Regions from separate parts of the Sus scrofa genome. Here all the other regions are linked to region 3. A link is a contact called in public Hi-C and promoter capture Hi-C data. All regions are on one chromosome and are shown on one strand. Each heading gives the region's core, a stretch centred on a gene start, on an enhancer-like site or on the middle of the called end of the contact. The rest is flanking DNA. Distances are from core to core; before and after follow the strand shown. Region 1 holds the start of PDE7A (high affinity cAMP-specific 3',5'-cyclic phosphodiesterase 7A). Region 2 holds the start of RRS1 (ribosome biogenesis regulatory protein homolog). Region 3 holds the start of TRIM55 (tripartite motif containing 55).

Region 1 (2,910 bases), core at 227-2,726, 250 kb after region 3:
GTTCTGGTTGACTACAATAGAAATTTACAAAAGAAATGAAAAGTGTAAGTGAAGCATCCGGTCTTTACACCTGAAAAGACCCTGAAGGGTCCCAGGCACCAAGGTGATTTTGCGCATGTGATCCAACTCACCTCATTGGCAAGAGGCCAGAGCTAGGCCTGCAGCTCCTCCAGCCTGTCTTCATCCTGGGTGAGGTGCATGTGCGACAAATCAAGCTCTGCACCCCCCTCCCCACCCGGCCCAGTATATCGTATGGTTCTGCTTTTCTTTTTCTTTCTTTTTTTCTTTTCTGGGGATGTGCCTGCAGTACATGGATGTTCCCAGGCTAGGGGTCCAATCAGAGCTTCAGCTGCCGGCCTACACCGAAGCCAAAGTAACGTGGTATCTGAGCTGAGTCTGTGACCTACACGACAGCTCAGGGCAACTCTAGATCCTTAACCCACTGAGCAAGGCCAGAGATTGAACCTGCATCCTCATGGTTCTTAGTTGGGTCCACTATAGCTGAGCCACAGTGGGAACTCCAGTTCTGCTTTTCTGAAGAATGCTAATATACTTTCCAATACGATAAAGTATACTGTGAAGAGTTGAAGTTCTGGTCTTGAGAAACCACATGGTTTGGTGAAAATGCATGGCTCTGAGGTCATACAGAACAGAGATTGGTGGCACAAACAATTTAGGGTCTTGAAACCTGACTCCCCATCTGTAGAATTGCGATCAAGTTTTTACTTACGTAGGAGTTCCCATAGTGGCTGTTGTGTAGGGTTAAGTTGAAGATTGTATGTAGAATACCCATAGTGTTTCACAGTGAATACATAGTACATATTAGCTCACCTCTCTGTTGGAGGGAGATGCATTGGTTAGTGCCCTGAGTCCTATTGAATGACTTAATGGAACAGAGTCACTTCAGCATATATTGTCTAGTATCACACCAATACTACCTTCTGGGTGTTTAGATGACACAAAACTCAACATTATTTGAGGTAAGTTTTGCCATTTATCTGTGGGAGATTTAAGGCAAGTTCTGACTCCGAGCCCAGCTTCAATTTAGAAACTATTACTCTACGGGGTTTTTGTCAGAAGTAAATAAGAGAAAATACAGAGGATGCTCCATACATCTACTGGATGTTGTGGGAGTAATTGGGGTTTCAAAGATGAGTTGGGTAAGTTGGTGTGAGACAGGCTGGAACTGCGGACCTGGGACCCTTTGCTGCAGTGCTTACACCTGAACAAATGCTGCAGTTGGGGCAAATTATGAATAACAAGATACAAAAAGACCCAAACTCAGCTGAGATATTGAGAGCAAAAGCAGGGTATCGCACATGATCCCTGCATCCAGCAGGAGGATCTGCCCCTACCCTGACCCCATTTAAGGGACCAACTCCCCACACACCCACCCACTCCCAGGAGCCAGCAAAGGAACTGGCTTGTTTTCACTCTCTCCTGCTGCAGCGAATAAAGCCTGGCCTCTTATCAATTTCTATTGATTAAAGAGTCCAAGAACCTGGGTGGTTAACAGGGTGCTAAAGGGGAGCTTACTATCAAGTGAAGAAAAAAATCCATGAAACCACAATGGAAGTTATATTCTTTTAATAGTAGAGAGCAGGGTTCCAGTCATGGCTCAGTGGACTGGTATCCGTAAGGTTGCAGGTTCAATCCCTGGCCTCCCTCAGTGGGTTAAGGATCCAGCATTAAGGATTAAGGATCCTGCGTTGCTGTGAGCTGTGTTATAGGCTGCAGACGTGGTTGGGTCTTGCATTGCTGTGGTGTAGGCCAGGAGCTGCAGCTCCAATTTGGCCCTTGCCTGGGAACCTCCATATGCCACGGGTGAGGCCCTAAAAAGCGCCCCCCCCCAAAAAAAATAGTAGCGAGCAGAAAAGTAGAAAATTACCATGAGGAGGTAGAAAGTTTTAAATGCTATAAAAGAAACAGATGCCATGGAAAGATGATAAAAGGTCTTGCAGACTTCTGTTGATTTATGGGATCATGAGCATATGATACCTGATCTCACAGGCACGGGCTAGGCAATACTTCCAAAGACCTGCCACCTTGCCAGTGGCTGGTCATAGCACATAACTGGAAGAGTGGGTGCTTTGAGAGAGGAGCCAAGTCAACAATTTTGCCGGCAGGGGAGTGCTTGTTCAGGCTGACATCCCAGAAGCTGGAATGCATTTGAAACAAAAGCTTGCAGCTGAAAATCTTTGACAGTTTTGGGGAAAATGTGACAAAATAAACCTACAAATTACATATCCAGTTTACAAACTAGGTCGAAAAGTTCTTTTATTTTCTCCCACCTTCTCAAAATCAAAGCCAAGAAACAAAAACACTTTTGGTAAAAGGGTATGCAGTCTCCTTTCCCCTTTGTCTTCTCATGTTCATCCTTTCTCATTTTTTCCAGTGCGTACTCTCACTTCTTTCTCAGTCTCGGTGTTTTCCCACCAACCCCCTCCCCGCCCCCTCCTCACGCCCGCATTCTCTGCTCGGCTCTTAGCCCCTCAGCCCGGGACAGCCCGGGCCCCCCGCACCTGCTAGCGGGGAGCCCGAGCCAGTCCCCGCCGAGAGACTGGCAGTGACGTAGCGGGGAGGACGGTGCCCGCGCGGCCCGCTGACGTCACTGCCGCAGCGGTCCCCAGCGAAGCCCAAGAATGGGAATTCAAGGAGGGAAACGCGGCGGTGACCCCAGGGTCAGGGCTGAGCGCTCCGAGTGGGCCGCGTGCTTTGGGTCTCTGGAGTCAAAAGGCCAGAATCGCGCCTCCTGCGTAGGCTGATCCCACCCACCCTACACCCTCAGTGCGCCCCAACGCCAGAGTTTAGCGATAAGGGGAATGTCCCTAAACGGTGGGGCCTCATGCGCAAGCGCCTAGGCTGGGGAGCAGATAAGGGAAAGAGATGGAGGGGGCTGCAGGATGAGGA
Region 2 (2,721 bases), core at 169-2,668, 240 kb before region 3:
CAAAGTTTTGGTTGTGGGAAATAACATTAATTTGTCCTGTGCAATATTTACATACTATTTTCAGAGGAGGGCAAGGCTGTCCCTTTAACTTCAAGCTCAGTGAAGGCAGGGGCCACATCTTTGGTGTCCCCCTACAGTGCCTAGATGTCAACATTAAGTACAGTTCTTGGTTTACAAACAAGTCCGAGGCTGAAATTTACTTCCTCCTCTTTCCTCCTTGGTGTTGCCCTCCTTTTCTCTTGCCACCCAAGCCCGGCGGCCCGGAATTCATCTTGCTTCCCACGCCCCCTTTCCTCTTCCCTCCCTGGCTGGGTGGGCCACCTTTCCTCTTACCCCCAGGACCCTGTCGGCCTCCCTTTCTTTTGCCCTTCTGGCTCATTTTCCTCCTCTTAGCCGCTTCTTCCTGGTCCTCCTCCCTCATCTGCTTATTGGTGGCTCTGGTCACGTCCAGCTGAGGCTTTTTGCTGTTCATTACTCGCAACATCTCCAACTGGCTCTTCTTCTCAGCTGCAAAGTCCCCAAAAAGGGGTTGAAACTTCCTTTTCTTGCCAGAGCCCCGGGGCGCCTTCTCCTTGGGCAGGCGCTCCTGGAAGCGCCCTACAGAGGCGGTGGAGACCTTGGCCACCTGCATGGCGCGGCCCAGCTCTTCCTTACTCTGATGTCCGGTAGGGTGCATGCCGGCCGCGCTGGGCAGCTGCATCTTGTGCGCGCGGGCCAGGTTACGCAGCCGGTTCAGCTCGTTCTTGGCTACCCGTTCCTTCTTGGCCTGAATACGCTTGGCGAACTGGTCCTCCATGGGGTCGGCATTGCTCGGCACCTCAATCAACCATTCCTTGGTATCATCGCGGGCCCGTTGGTAGCCCCAGCGGCGGCGCCACTGGCCGCTTACCTCGTCCCACACCAGGTTGGTCTTCTTCTTAGGACGGATGCCCTTGAGACGCGCAAACTGCTGCCAGCGTGTAAGAGGGCGCGGCCGGGGCACCGGCTTCTCGCGCGGCAGTCGAGTGGTGGGCTCCGGCAGCCGCGCCACCAGCGTCTCCTCCACGCGCTCGGTGGGCAGCTGCCAGAGCTGGTTGATGAGCAGCTGCGTGTTGTCCCGCGCCAGGGCTCGCAGCTCGGCCTCCTTCGTGGGTCCCGCATGCCGCAGCCCGGTCGGGGGGTTCCGGTCGGAGGCCAGCAGGTTACCCAGGTCGAACTCCAGCTCTAGTTCCTTGTGCACGGTGATGCGCTGCAGCTTTTCCGCCTCGTCCCGCTCCGCCTTTGCCAACAGCTCCTCCACGCTCTGGCCCTCCATGGCTCCGGCTGTTCCGGGGTAACAGTTCCAATCAATTCTCCAGTAGCGCCGGCAAAGGCCAAGGCAACACAGCCACGTGCAGTCGCCCAGACGCTCGTCCCGGAAGAGAAAGCTCCACTTCCGGAGCAGCCGGAAAAGGCTCACAACGCGGGCGACCCGAAGAAGGGCCGGCAGAGGGCGGTGTTGGAGAACAGATGGGGTTAGAGACGGCCCTTGGGCTCCAGCCCGGATGTAGGCGGAGCAGGAGCGAGGAACCCGCGCACTACGAAGTCCAAGGTTTGACTGGCACCGGGGCTTCCACTAGGCAGTGGCGTGAGGGAGGGAGGGGCAGTGAAAATTTTGGGGGCCCCAGAATAAGGGGGTCTCGGAGCGACTGTGTTACACTAAGTTAAGTCAGTTCTCAAGATACTTACTAAGTCAGTTCTTCTTGGGAACAGATAAATTATATTTCACCAGAGCCCATGGGGCCCTGGGTGTGGGCCGACAGAGGTCCTTCCCACGGATGTACTTAAAGCCAAGTGTAGACGAAGACTTGGTTTGCTTTGGAAGCCATAGGCAGCTCTGAGTGGGCACGGCCGTGACCCCATCCCAGCCGCCCGATGCCTGGTCTTCCCCGCCCCGGGCTACATCCTCTCACATCCTCTCCTGGCTAGTGGCTAAAGAGCGACTGGCTCTTCTGTTAGACCGCCTTGGTTACAATCTTGACTGCGCTGGTGTTTGAACTTCAACTGTTTAACTTATTTGGCCCTATTTTAAAACCCGTAAGATGAAAGTACTAATAGTACCTACCTCCTAGGGCCACTATAAAGATAAATGAGTTAATATGCCCCCAAGGGAGCTTACTCTAGGGTCTGGATATCAGTGCTCTGAAGGTGAGCTAAATACCAATTACTGTTTAATCTTCGTAATGGCTTGAGGAGCTGTGGCTGGAAGGGCAATCTTACACAGTGATTAAACACCAGGCTCTTGAATTAAACGACCTAGAATAAGATCCATGTTTATTGTACCTGCTTTGGACGGATTGTTTAATATAAGTCCTATAAGTTAATAAATATGAAGCATTAGTTACTGGCACATAGTAAGCATTCAGTAAGTGTTAGTTACTGTAATTCATCATATTCCACTGATGACAACAGAAGACTCAGAGAGGTAAAATGACGTCTAAGGTTTTACAACTAGGGAAGCTGGGAGCAGGATTTATTTTAACGCTGGCTTTAAGACTACATGAATATTCTCTGCAATGTTTTACAGGCTCTTGATACTTGAAAAGTGTGGTGTGGTGACCTGGGCCTTAGAAATGTAGACTCTTTGGCCTCACCCCAAATGTAAAGATTTAGAACCTTCATTTTTAACAAGATAGCTAGGTGATGAGTATGGTCAAGTTTGGGAGGCACTGCTGGTTGTGTGGTTTACAGGTTTTATTTTAT
Region 3 (2,700 bases), core at 4-2,503:
TGAGTTACTTCATTCTTAAATTGATAGAAAAGCATGGGCACCAGCTTCCTTCTCTCCTCCCAAGAGCAACTCTCTCTCCCATTGGTAAGGACTGACTTGGAAAAACATTTTCCTATAAAACAATTAGCCCGTGATTGGCAAACAAGCATTCAGTATAGCGACCCACTAAAACAAACAAATAAACAAAAGCAAGCTTCCAACGTGTTTGACACGGCCGGCGGGGGCAGGGGAGGGGGGCGCATACCTGGTGGACTCTTGCTTGTAGATGTCAATAATATTCTCCACCAGCAGGTTTCTCTGAAGCCCGTATATCCCATGTCTGTCCAAAACCACTTCGTGTCTGCAGGATGGGCAGCGGAATCGGCCCCCCGAGGCCACAGTGGTGCCTCCTCTTGTGGGCAAGTACGGGTTAGAGGCCTGTTCTTGCCGAGCAAGAAAAGAGGAATTGAGCATTGCCACAGGTAGCTTTCCTGGGACCTCCTTTCCCTCTCAGTTACTACAAACAACATCAACTCCTTGCTGGGAGATAGTAACTGGTCCCAAAACACAGGACCAACCCTCACCCATGGTCAACTGCAATGTGCCATTTTCAGCATGAGGTCCTTTTCCACCTAACGTTTTCATAACCAAAAGTTCCAGCCAGAAACTCCAACAGTAATGCCTTGGGCAGTAATTCATTTACAATTTTGAAACAGATTCAATGTTTCTAAAAGGACAAATATGATTCTTAATATTTTAATAAAATTAGATTTGAGAGCCAGGAGGAGGCTGATGGCAAAGCACAAAGCAAATCACTTTTAAAAATGGTCTTTCTTTTTGGTTGTTGTTTTAAATAAATGCAACCTTAGAACGCTTCCTAGAGAAATTCACCTCAGACTTAAGCACTTGATTGGGAGATGAGAACATTTTTTCCCTCTACCCCTAGATTCCAAACAAACCTACCTGGAAAATGTCACTGGCACATTTCCTGCACAGGTTGTGCTGGCAGGGAAGAATGACCACGGGCTTTGTGAACATCTCTAGGCAGATGGGGCAAATGAGTTGCTTCTCCAAGTTATCCATGGTCTGCTGCTCTTTGGAAAAAGACTTGTAATTCAAAGATGCGCTCATCTCCTGGCCGTCCCCGTGTGCACTGCCAGGGAAAGCGTGCTTCGAACGGTTTCGGCGAGTGATTCCTGGAAATAATTCCAAGGATTGTACAATCAAGCGTCCTTTACGTTTCTTTTGGTGGAGGACATTGTTTCAGGCTGGGGTTCAGAGCAGTGCTCGAGCTGTTTTTAGCAGCCGAGGGTCACGTGACAGCTGGCTGACTTCTCCATATAAGCCAGTGACAGGAGGATGGATTCTGACAGGTGACAGGGAACAGGGGCCAACATTCCTGGCCCAAGGAGTGAAGAGAGTGGGTGGGAAGGAGGACTGCAAAAGCCATTTAGACAGGGGTTGTGAGGAGCGGGAGGTGCCGCTGACAGTTGTCAACAACAAATGGGAATGTTCGTGCCGAGTCACTGAGCTATGCCCTCTGTGAGCACTCAATAAGGACTCGGTGACGGGCTTCTCCAGGACTGGGGAGAATGTCATCCAAGTAGAACGAAAGCCATTTCTGTGTTGAGAATTTAGGAAGCCAGTCACCAAAAGGAGCAATGACCCCCCTGCCTGAGGTGAAAACAGACAAAACAGGTCCTGAAGAGCATCATCCTGGCTTCACAAAGGTAGTCATCTAAAAAGCCTCGCTTCGTCTTAACCACTTCCTCTTTGTGAGGGTCAGGAAATGCGAAAAATTCCAACTTAAAAACTGATTGCTAATCTTTTCACCATAGGAGGCTCCACAAAATTTTAAAATATCCAAATGCCACTTGATGATCCAGGTTTTTTTAGAAGTTGTGAAAGAAAGCTCTAGTGTGCGTTTCCCTCCCTTTTGCCTACTCCTCTTTCATCCTATACCCCACCCCCACCCCCAAAATGCCCAGAAAATTGGACAGCCTTTAAACATTTAAATTTAGTTTCCATCGACAATCAGTAATACAGTAGTAACTGGGACATGGGGTCAGACCCCTTATTTCGTTTTGCCACACAGTGGGGAACAGATGGCAGGGCCATCTTCAGTGGACATGAAAACCGAGTCCTGCTTCCAGATCTGGGTTTTATCTGGTCTGAAATACCTATACCCCTTGGCATTTGTCTCACTTACCAAGGTGATTTTTTTTTTTTTAATGATAGTTTCTCTGGCCATTTCCTGGACTGTTTCTTGAGCCATCAGTTTCAGTTCTGATATTTGCCGGGATTTTGTGAAACCACTGTTTCAGCTATATGTTTTGTTTAAATATTTAAAATCAGATCAAAAATGAAAAAGAAACACGTCTATTTTTTATGTGCTAAATTTGCAGTTTTATTTCTCCTTGATTTTAAAAACCTCCTGCAATGAACACCTTGTGTTAGCACATCCCCAGCGTGCACTTAATTACCAGCAAAGAGTAGGGGGCTGTGACTGGTCATGGGTGCCCTTCATGCTAGTGCACTGAGCGCTTACTGAGAATCTAATAAGCTCTATTAACAAATAATAAGTTACGCGTATTCATAAACCTTTCAGAGATCTTTGGAGAATTTTCTTATTCCTTTCAATAGCTTTTTAGCAACTACAGCGAAGGAGAGAACTGGTGACATTTTTTTAGTGAGTAATTAGTTCACCTAGCTGAGGCGTTA

What was found. Promoter capture Hi-C pulls out the DNA fragments that hold promoters and counts their contacts. A called contact is a pair of places that touch in the nucleus more often than the background predicts.
Region 1: a Hi-C map of skeletal muscle shows a contact between it and region 3, with 2.7 times the contacts expected there. The contact joins the promoter of PDE7A here to the promoter of TRIM55 in region 3. A contact is called at or near these places in 1 of 5 promoter capture datasets (liver), 6 of 47 Hi-C or Micro-C datasets (embryonic fibroblasts, epiblast stem cells, liver and 3 more) and 2 of 2 datasets of contacts at active chromatin or transcription factors (alveolar macrophages and skeletal muscle).
Region 2: a promoter capture Hi-C map of liver shows a contact between it and region 3, with 4 times the contacts expected there. The contact joins the promoter of RRS1 here to the promoter of TRIM55 in region 3. A contact is called at or near these places in 2 of 5 promoter capture datasets (fetal liver and liver), 8 of 47 Hi-C or Micro-C datasets (alveolar macrophages, embryonic fibroblasts, epiblast stem cells and 4 more) and 2 of 2 datasets of contacts at active chromatin or transcription factors (alveolar macrophages and skeletal muscle).

What each region holds. Positions count from the first base shown.
Region 1 is chr4:68,776,434-68,779,343 of Sscrofa11.1, forward strand. PDE7A (high affinity cAMP-specific 3',5'-cyclic phosphodiesterase 7A) reads left to right here and starts at 1,477. Exons shown (of 13, transcript XM_021089289.1): 1 at 1,477-2,910.
Region 2 is chr4:68,286,795-68,289,515 of Sscrofa11.1, forward strand. RRS1 (ribosome biogenesis regulatory protein homolog) reads right to left here and starts at 1,419. Exons shown (of 1, transcript XM_003125604.4): 1 at 1-1,419. The coding sequence starts at 1,294. The coding sequence ends at 197. All of the region lies in intron 1 of LOC110260284 (a long non-coding RNA gene), which reads left to right.
Region 3 is chr4:68,529,636-68,532,335 of Sscrofa11.1, forward strand. TRIM55 (tripartite motif containing 55) reads right to left here and starts at 1,254. Exons shown (of 9, transcript NM_001244691.1): 1 at 943-1,254; 2 at 245-417. The coding sequence starts at 1,110.